Regions from separate parts of the Cyprinus carpio genome. Here region 1 is linked to region 2. The links are chromatin contacts, called in public Hi-C maps. All regions are on one chromosome and are shown on one strand. The core of a region is the stretch at or near the end of the contact, and the rest is flanking DNA. Distances in the headings are between cores, read along the strand shown.

The links. A called contact is a pair of places that touch in the nucleus more often than the background predicts.
Region 1: a contact with region 2 is called in a Hi-C map of skeletal muscle, with 5 times the contacts expected there. The contact joins the promoter of LOC109080769 here to the enhancer-like site in region 2. A contact is called at or near these places in 3 of 8 Hi-C or Micro-C datasets (liver and skeletal muscle).

The regions. Positions count from the first base shown.
Region 1 is chrA13:7,187,096-7,191,265 of ASM1834038v1, reverse strand. LOC109080769 (mRNA decay activator protein ZFP36L2-B-like) reads left to right here and starts at 2,610. Exons shown (of 2, transcript XM_042768502.1): 1 at 2,610-2,974; 2 at 3,150-4,170. The coding sequence starts at 2,660. LOC122147188 (a long non-coding RNA gene) reads left to right here. Exons shown (of 10, transcript XR_006161470.1): 10 at 735-1,184.
Region 2 is chrA13:7,064,487-7,068,450 of ASM1834038v1, reverse strand. No RefSeq gene overlaps it. Among protein-coding and RNA genes, the nearest start is that of LOC109098170, 32 kb to the right of the region's middle. Within about 2 kb of position 2,625, at least 1 of the 8 cell types and tissues checked has an H3K27ac peak or open chromatin away from gene starts, as enhancers often do. A contact at or near this core is called in skeletal muscle, where this site is marked.

The sequences.
Region 1 (4,170 bases), core at 1,361-3,860, 120 kb before region 2:
ACATTAAATTGGCAACTTGTTGAGGAGAGGTGTGCAGATTGTTTTTTTGTTTTTTTTTTTGAAATGTAAAAGTTACACAGTGGATTATAAAATTTTGTAGAAAATCCCATAGACTTACATTGATGGACCGATAGAGTGCAACAGTGCCCATCCACGGCTTTAATGACATAATAGAAACAATATATTTTGTTTATTGCAAACTATGTATTAACATACAAATATTGAAATAACTTGAGAGCATATAGAGACTGAGTCAAGTATGTCATTACGGGTGCTAAAGAATTCTTTTGTGATTTGTGCATTACTCTGCAGAATCATCCCACCAGGAATTCCTCTATTAAACATGATTATTTAAAAAAATTAGTTGAAGTAATGGAGTAAACGCTTCAACAAAATCATATACCATTGATTTACAACCTCACTGCTCACAGTGATTCTGTCTTTAAAGGTGTATAAGTTATGGTTCAGTATCTATAAATTGGATTTTTAGTTTCAGAACCAACTGTTGTACTTTATATGACCTGTCTAATAAAATGGGCCAATAAGCATTTACTTGTTAACACCCTAGAAATCACCCAGAACACCCTACTCACTCAAAACACCTTAGCAAACATAGCAACACCCTTAAAGTGCCCATTGTCTCCACTCTCAATGCCCTGCTCACATTGTCTTCAGAAAATCTAGTTTAAGAATGTAAGTTCTTCGTATTCTCTCTCTCTCTTTTTTTTTTCCAGGATGAGGACGTCTTCTTTGAGAAGGGAGATCTTAACCTGTGGGACAAGCCTTTGTTATGGGCACGAATGTTTCACGGACACCTCTCTGCCTTCATAAAAGTGACACATTCACCTGGCGTAGGCGCTGCAGAACTGGACCGACTATCAGTCATCGCAAAGAGCAATAACCTGGCGGCTCAGCGTTCAATGAAAGCCCTCTCTGCACTGCCCCAGGCTTCAGCCCCCATCGAGTATGCCAAGATATCGCTCCTGAAAGAGAGAACGTCACTGGCTCAGAATCTTCTAGATACACTTACATCTTCTTAGATGACTGTGAAAGATACAGAAAATGAAAAGAGAGGTGCATTATGAACCTATTTTAATCTCACAGTGGTTTTCCTCTTTGAGAGCTGAATTGCATGCAGGCATAACCACAAGCTTTTTTAATTCAAATAAAGTTTATTATGTTCATTTGACTGGGATTACTTTTATACACTAATGTGTGTTTGCGATACTGAGAATATGAGAGGTTTTATTCTCCTCAGCTGTGTTTTCAGTGTGACGTTTTCACACGAGCAAGCTGTTGTATTTTTAATGCATAGCAAAACTGTTTTTAGTACACTAAATTATTTGGTTGCTCCTCCTGTGTGTTATGCAATCAGAGCAAAATAGTCTGGTGTCCGTTTGCTAAGTAGACAGCTGGACTGCCTTCAGGGGCTGTAGTAGCAATGTTCCCTTTTAACTGTAAAATGATGTAATGTTTTGGAATGTCAGCAGCCATTTTCCTCCCACACACACACACACACACAGGGTGGGTAAAATCACACATGCTGTTCCCCTCACCAGGATCTGGAGTTTTTTTTTTGTTTGTTTTTTTGTTTTCTTTTTTTCATTTATGTATAGATGTGACAAGAGTACTGCTGAGATATGCAATGGGAACTGGAATGGGGAAAAAACGAGGGAATGTGAAGTGAATTTTATATATATATATATATATATATATATATATATATATATATATATATATATATATATATTATATATATATATATATATAATATATATATATATATATATATATATATATGCCTGTAGGTGGCGCCCAAGCCCTTTTTTTCGACGATAAGCATTGACACCGTAAGGGGGCAGTATTGTGTCGTTTTTATTAGAGTTGAGAGTTTGAGTTTCTTGAAGGATTTGATATTTATTTTCTTGCAACGTGTTGAAACTTATATCTGTGTTTTCTAAATTAAGGATACAATGCAAAAAACTACGAGAATTAATTATCAAATGTACATCATTGTTTATTTAAAAACACATTTCTAGGCTAAAGTGGACTTTATTTATACAGGGAAAGATAAGCAGAGGAAAACTTCACATGCAGATAAGTGTCATAGTTTCGCACTCTATGCATCAGACCTGGCACAGCTTCAAACACTGGCCTCTCGGTCTAGATTATGCAATCGCACTCACCCACTAAACATTTCCTGATATCAGAGCGACCAGTCTTGCGCGCGCACGAGTCTCGTGTACGCCAAGTGTCAACACTGCGCGAGTATGCGCGATAGAGGTTTCTTCCACCAGTTTTCCTCACTGTTAACATTTTGTTTAAATGGGATGCCATGTGCTTTTCCTATACGAATATGGGGTTAATATAATGCGTATATTTAATAAACGTATATTTGTAAAACCACACATAATGTGGTAGTATTTATATATTATTTTTGAAGCATTTATTAACTTTTCTAGGTTTAAAAATATATGTTGATTGTATTGAATTCATCTTTTAAGTTGTGCAGTGTTGGAGAGCTGCCGTGAGAGTGAATGTGCGCCTTCAGGAGGGGTGCATAGTCCCGGCGACACTCGTAAAAGCAGGGCGTAGCTTTGATGCAACTTTCGCAGTGAGTTTGCGAGCTCCTCCTCTTTACGCGCTGCCCCAAGCTTATATGTGCGGAGAAAAGCAGACTCTTTACTGTTCTGGCTCGGCACTGCGCGGTGGGAGAAGACTAACAACAAAAACGCAACGAGGAACTCAGCCTTCCCTCTCTGAGTTTCAGAACACATCTGAGACTAGGCTTTTTTCTTTTTGTTCCGCATCTCTTGCACAAACTCTAAGCCAGTGGCAAACTAAACGCCTTGGTATCCAAAGGCTCCAGGTCGGTCCTCAAATGAGAGATCATCTGCGACTGTCTTCTTCTGAAGAAACAGAAATGTCTGCGACCATCCTGTCCGCTTTCTACGACATCGACATGCTGTACAAGGTACGTTGCTGATTTAACAAAACACTACTTGCATATGATCTCTGCTTGGACTTTTTGACGATTCGAGAAGTTTTAGCCGTAACGAATCCATGCATGGCTGAGACAAGTAACGTACATAAATGGTTTTGCAACTACTTTGCATTGGTTTTAACTTTGTTTCTCCTCTGCACAGCAGGAGAAGAGCCTCAACATTAACGCCATACACATTAACAGCATGCTGGATAAGAAAGCTGTCGGGGCCCCGGTAACAACCTCCACCAGCAGCAGCAGCAACAACTGCAACTCGTACGCGTCAGGATTCTTCCGCCGAAACTCCACCAGCAACATGGAGTCCATGACGAACTGCAACAAGTACCCAGCCAGCTCCTTCAGCAGCATGAAGGAGAACGCTATCATGAATAAGGAGAACAAGTTTCGCGACCGTGCCTACAGCGAGAGCGGCGACCGCGGCCAGCAGCAGCTGCAAGTGCTGCAGCAGAAGCCGGGCTCGCAGATCAACTCCACCCGCTACAAGACGGAGCTCTGCAGGCCCTTCGAGGAAAACGGAGCGTGCAAGTACGGCGAGAAGTGCCAGTTCGCGCACGGCTACCACGAGCTGAGAAGCCTGTCTCGCCACCCGAAGTACAAAACCGAGCCATGTCGCACTTTCCACACCATCGGCTTCTGCCCTTACGGCCCGCGTTGCCACTTCATCCACAACGCCGACGAGCGCAGACCAGCGCCGAGCAACGCCAACAGCATGCAGGGAGAGTCCCCCAAGTCCGCCCGGGGGGAGCCGCTGTGCGGCTACGGGCAGCAGCAGGCGGCGGGAGCCTTCAGGGAGCGACCGAAACTCCACCACAGCCTCAGCTTCTCGGGTTTCTCCAGCCACCACCACCACGGACTCGACTCCCCCCTCCTCGAAAGCCCCACGTCCCGAACCCCCCCTCCCCCGTGCTCCAATGGTTCCTCCTGCGCAACTAACTTCTACGAAGACGTTCTCTCGTCGACCCGCAACAGTGCCTTCTCTTTCCCCGGCCAAGACCTCAAAGCCCTGCTCGCGCCGCTGGCCGTGCACACGCACAACAGTTATTACGGAAACCTTCAGGTCAACATGGGCGACGGCCTCGGCCACTTGCAGTCCCTCCAGCGCCTGTCGGAGTCGCCGGTGTTCGACTCGCCCCCCAGCCCGCCCGACAGCATCTCTGACCGGGAGA
Region 2 (3,964 bases), core at 1,376-3,875:
TATGATAAAACTAAAGACTCTTCGGAAATATGAAGGCTGCAATACTACTTTAGGTACTCAAGATTAACATGAGATTGGCAGAAACTGTGTGTGTTAAGTCCCCTTTAAAAAGCCATTAAAGGGTTAGTCCTCCCCAAAATGAAAATTGTAAGTTATTAATGTCAAAATTTTCATTTTGGGGTGGAGTATCCTTTTAAGATTGTACTAATTGTACTACTGTTATATAGCCAACAGGCAATTTGAGTTGACCAGTATGAGCCTGAACTGATTTTGGCCTGATATGAAATCAAATAATAAAGTAATTTAGCACATACTGTAGATTAAGAATGGCCAGAGTTAAACAATGAATAAATTATTTTATAAAGCACAGAGTTAAATACTGTAAGAATGAATAAAAAAAAATAAAAATAAAAATAACAATCAAGTCTTAGAATGCTACACTAAGCATGCAGTGCTACATTGCTACACTCTGTCACTCACTCCTCTAATTGCTTAACAGCATGCAGTCAGGGGCTATAATTGGCCTAAATGACTATGTGCTCAGCACTAACTTGAAATAGCCCATTAAAGAATGATTATTTGCTAAGCAATGTGACTGACGGTCTACTGTATCTCCATTTATAATGTTCTGCATCTCAGAGTTTGTCCTCAACCCTCTACTGAGATCCACAAAACTGAACTAATTGTCCAGAAGAACTGTTTGTTCCTGACCTCGCCATTTTAGGATCACCAAACTGTGTTTGTGCAACAGGCTGAGAGCTCAGTATGATCTCTCAATCATCATGTCAAGTTTCAATGCTAAGGGTTTAGAAATAGCAACAGCTTTGCAGATTACTCGTACAGTATCAGAGTGCCATCTAGTGGTGGTTTTACCTGTCAAATTCACTCATCTGGTGCTTAATCAACAGAATAGTAGTAGTAGTCCAAGAAGTAATTCTTCAGAAATCTGAAAGTACACATCAAAACCTCTATGGAATCATTTAGAGGGCTCTGTTGTGAGGCAAAAAAGGAGATAAATCAACAGTTGACACAACTCTAAAAAAGAAGGCGCAATAGTGTCTAGATACGGATATTTGAGTAATACATGTCCTAACTGAACCCGGAAAGCATTAACGTGATGGTTTTTGAGGAACTTTTGCAACCAAGATATGTCACCCCTATGAACCATTAATCAGTAAACCATACACAAACATGAGTGATAGGATGCATTAGACAAACTGAGACATTTGGAGCAGTGCTACTTCATTGTTGCTGTGTGTGTGTGTGTGTGTGTGTGTGTGTGTGTGTGTGTGTGTGTGTGTGTGTGTGTGTGTGTGTGTGTGTGTGAGGCGGAGGACAGACTTGTATAAATCCTTCCATTGTAACTATATTTGTTTATGTCACACATACAGAACAGGGTTTGCCACCTTGACCTCATTAACACACGGCAATCAGCAACTACAGCAGCAATGCTGATTGCTGAACACACAGAACACCAAAACAAATAAACCAGCTGATAGTCACAGACAGAGGTGAAACGTGTGGAGGGTCAGAAGGGGCTAGGACTGATGAGTTAGACCCACAGACTCTTGTTACATGTGTTCTTACATTCTAGGCAAACCCTTACTGTGGTGATACCCAGGTACAGATGGTATCAGATGGCCATATAGTGATACTGAATGTTTACCATAAACACAAAACAACAAAAAATAATGTTTTTTTAATGATTTTAACAAAAATAAAATTTAAAATATAAAAATAGAATAGAATAGAATAGAATAGAATAGAATAGAATAGAATAGAATGTTAATTTTACTGTTTTAATATATTTTAAAATTTAAATAACTCAATTTAAAGCATAATTACCACAATCATCACTCCAATTTCACAGGAAAAAGTTACATAAATATAACTATCATCCCAATAAACATTTCTTATTATTATCAGTGTTGAAAACTGTGACTTTTCTTTATCACTTCTTTGATAAGAAAGGGAATTCAAAAGAAAGCATTTATCTAAAATATAAATCTTTTGTAAGATTATTAATGATTTTACTGTCACTTTAATGCATCCTTGCTGAATCAAAGTATTAATTTCTTGAAATAAAAAAAACCTTACTGACCACAAATTTTTGAACGATAATATAATATAATATAATATAATATAATATAATATAATATAATATAATATAATATAATATAATATAATATAATATAATAACGTCTGTGTGTGTGTGTACGATCATTCACCTTCTAGTAAAATATACTGATTCCTCTCTAATTCTTCCATATTTTACCTACAAGAATATCCTGTAGTTCACAATGACAATAACTTTCCATACCAATACCATAAAACAGCACATGCCCACACACACGCTTATTCTTCACCAGTTCCACACTTTACATGCTTTTGACACAAAGAAGCAAAAAGTCGGCCACAAATCACTCTTGCACCCCTCAGAGACAAAACCCCGTCATGCCCTGTCTCCTCCAGTGGCTCTGGAGACCCGTGCATCCTGGGGGTCTTATGTAAGACCTGGCAGCCCAGCGCGGCCAGTCTTCGCAGGCCAGTGTAAGCTTGGCACGGTCCCCGCGCTCCACTGCGGGGGAAAATAAACCATGGATTGAAAGCGCAAACAGTCCAGGTCAGCAGCAGGGCCTGGCCGTTATTAAAGCATGTTTTCCCAGCATTGATGGATGCGGTGCAGTTATTGAATGGAGAACAGCGTCCCCACCCTGAGCTGTGGTTGCCACTCGTGCGCTCTCTCACACACAACCACATGCCACACATGCACTTTATCGGGGCATGAGAGTCAGGCGGTCACCCGACATACATTTTATATACGAGGTCTGGTGTGTGTCTACTCATAAACCTTGGTTACCTAATCTGAGTGTAACAAGTTCCCTCATTGGGCTGCCAAAACCTAATGATTCATCACTACCATTGAAGGATAGGCAGAGATACAGGGAGTCAAGGGGGAGGGATTCTTCCTCTATACGTGTTGGCCAGAACCCAAGAACATTCTGTACAATTCATGAGCGGACAGGAAATGGCGTATACATTTTTACACTCCTTTTGGTTCAAGCCTGCAAACCCGCCTCCCCAAAACACACACACACACACACACACACACACACACACACACACACACACACACACACACACACACACACACACACACACACACACACACACACACACACTATATATTGTACACCACTTACAGATGCTAAACACTACCAGCTGTAAGCCATTAATCCAACTGAAAAGAGAAAAAGAGAAAGCCAGGAGTGAAACGGGAAGAGAGAGAGAGAGAGAGAGAGAGAGAGAGAGAGAGAGAGAGAGAGAGAGAGAGAGAGAGAGAGAGAGAGAGAGTCTGTCACACCCCTAAACCTTCGATCTAAAGCCGTGTTCCTGTCCTTCAGGCAACAAACTGTTAGTTCAACAACAAGTCTGAACTGATTTTTTGTCAGTTCATATTAATGCGCTACACTTCAGGGAACTTTCTTAGAAGCCTCTATTTAATTATACTTGCAATCACACTGAGGCAAAGCACAACTTGTGTCTGAAACACATTCCCATAGGAAAGTATTATGGCTCAGGGTTACTCTTTCATTGCTCTGGAGGGCAGGTGATGTTCCAAGTTATGATTCAGTTCATTTTTGACTGCCCAAAACGCCACTGGATAAATAAAAGTAGACATTAGTAGAAAAAGTAGAAATAAGAAAACAGTTGACTTTAGTGTATAGATATGTATTAAATATTTAGATAAAAATAACTTCTTTTGTTTCCAGAAATAAGATCTTTAAGATCTTTTGTGAAAACTCTAGAGGAGACACATGACATTTTTTTAGTTTTACACAGTCAGATGTCTGATTATCAATATAAAGTCTGGTCCAGTTATTCCAGCCAAAGATCACCAACTTATACACAAAGTAATCGTTTGACCAACTTGCATAAAGCAAAGTTGACCTACATAAAGCAA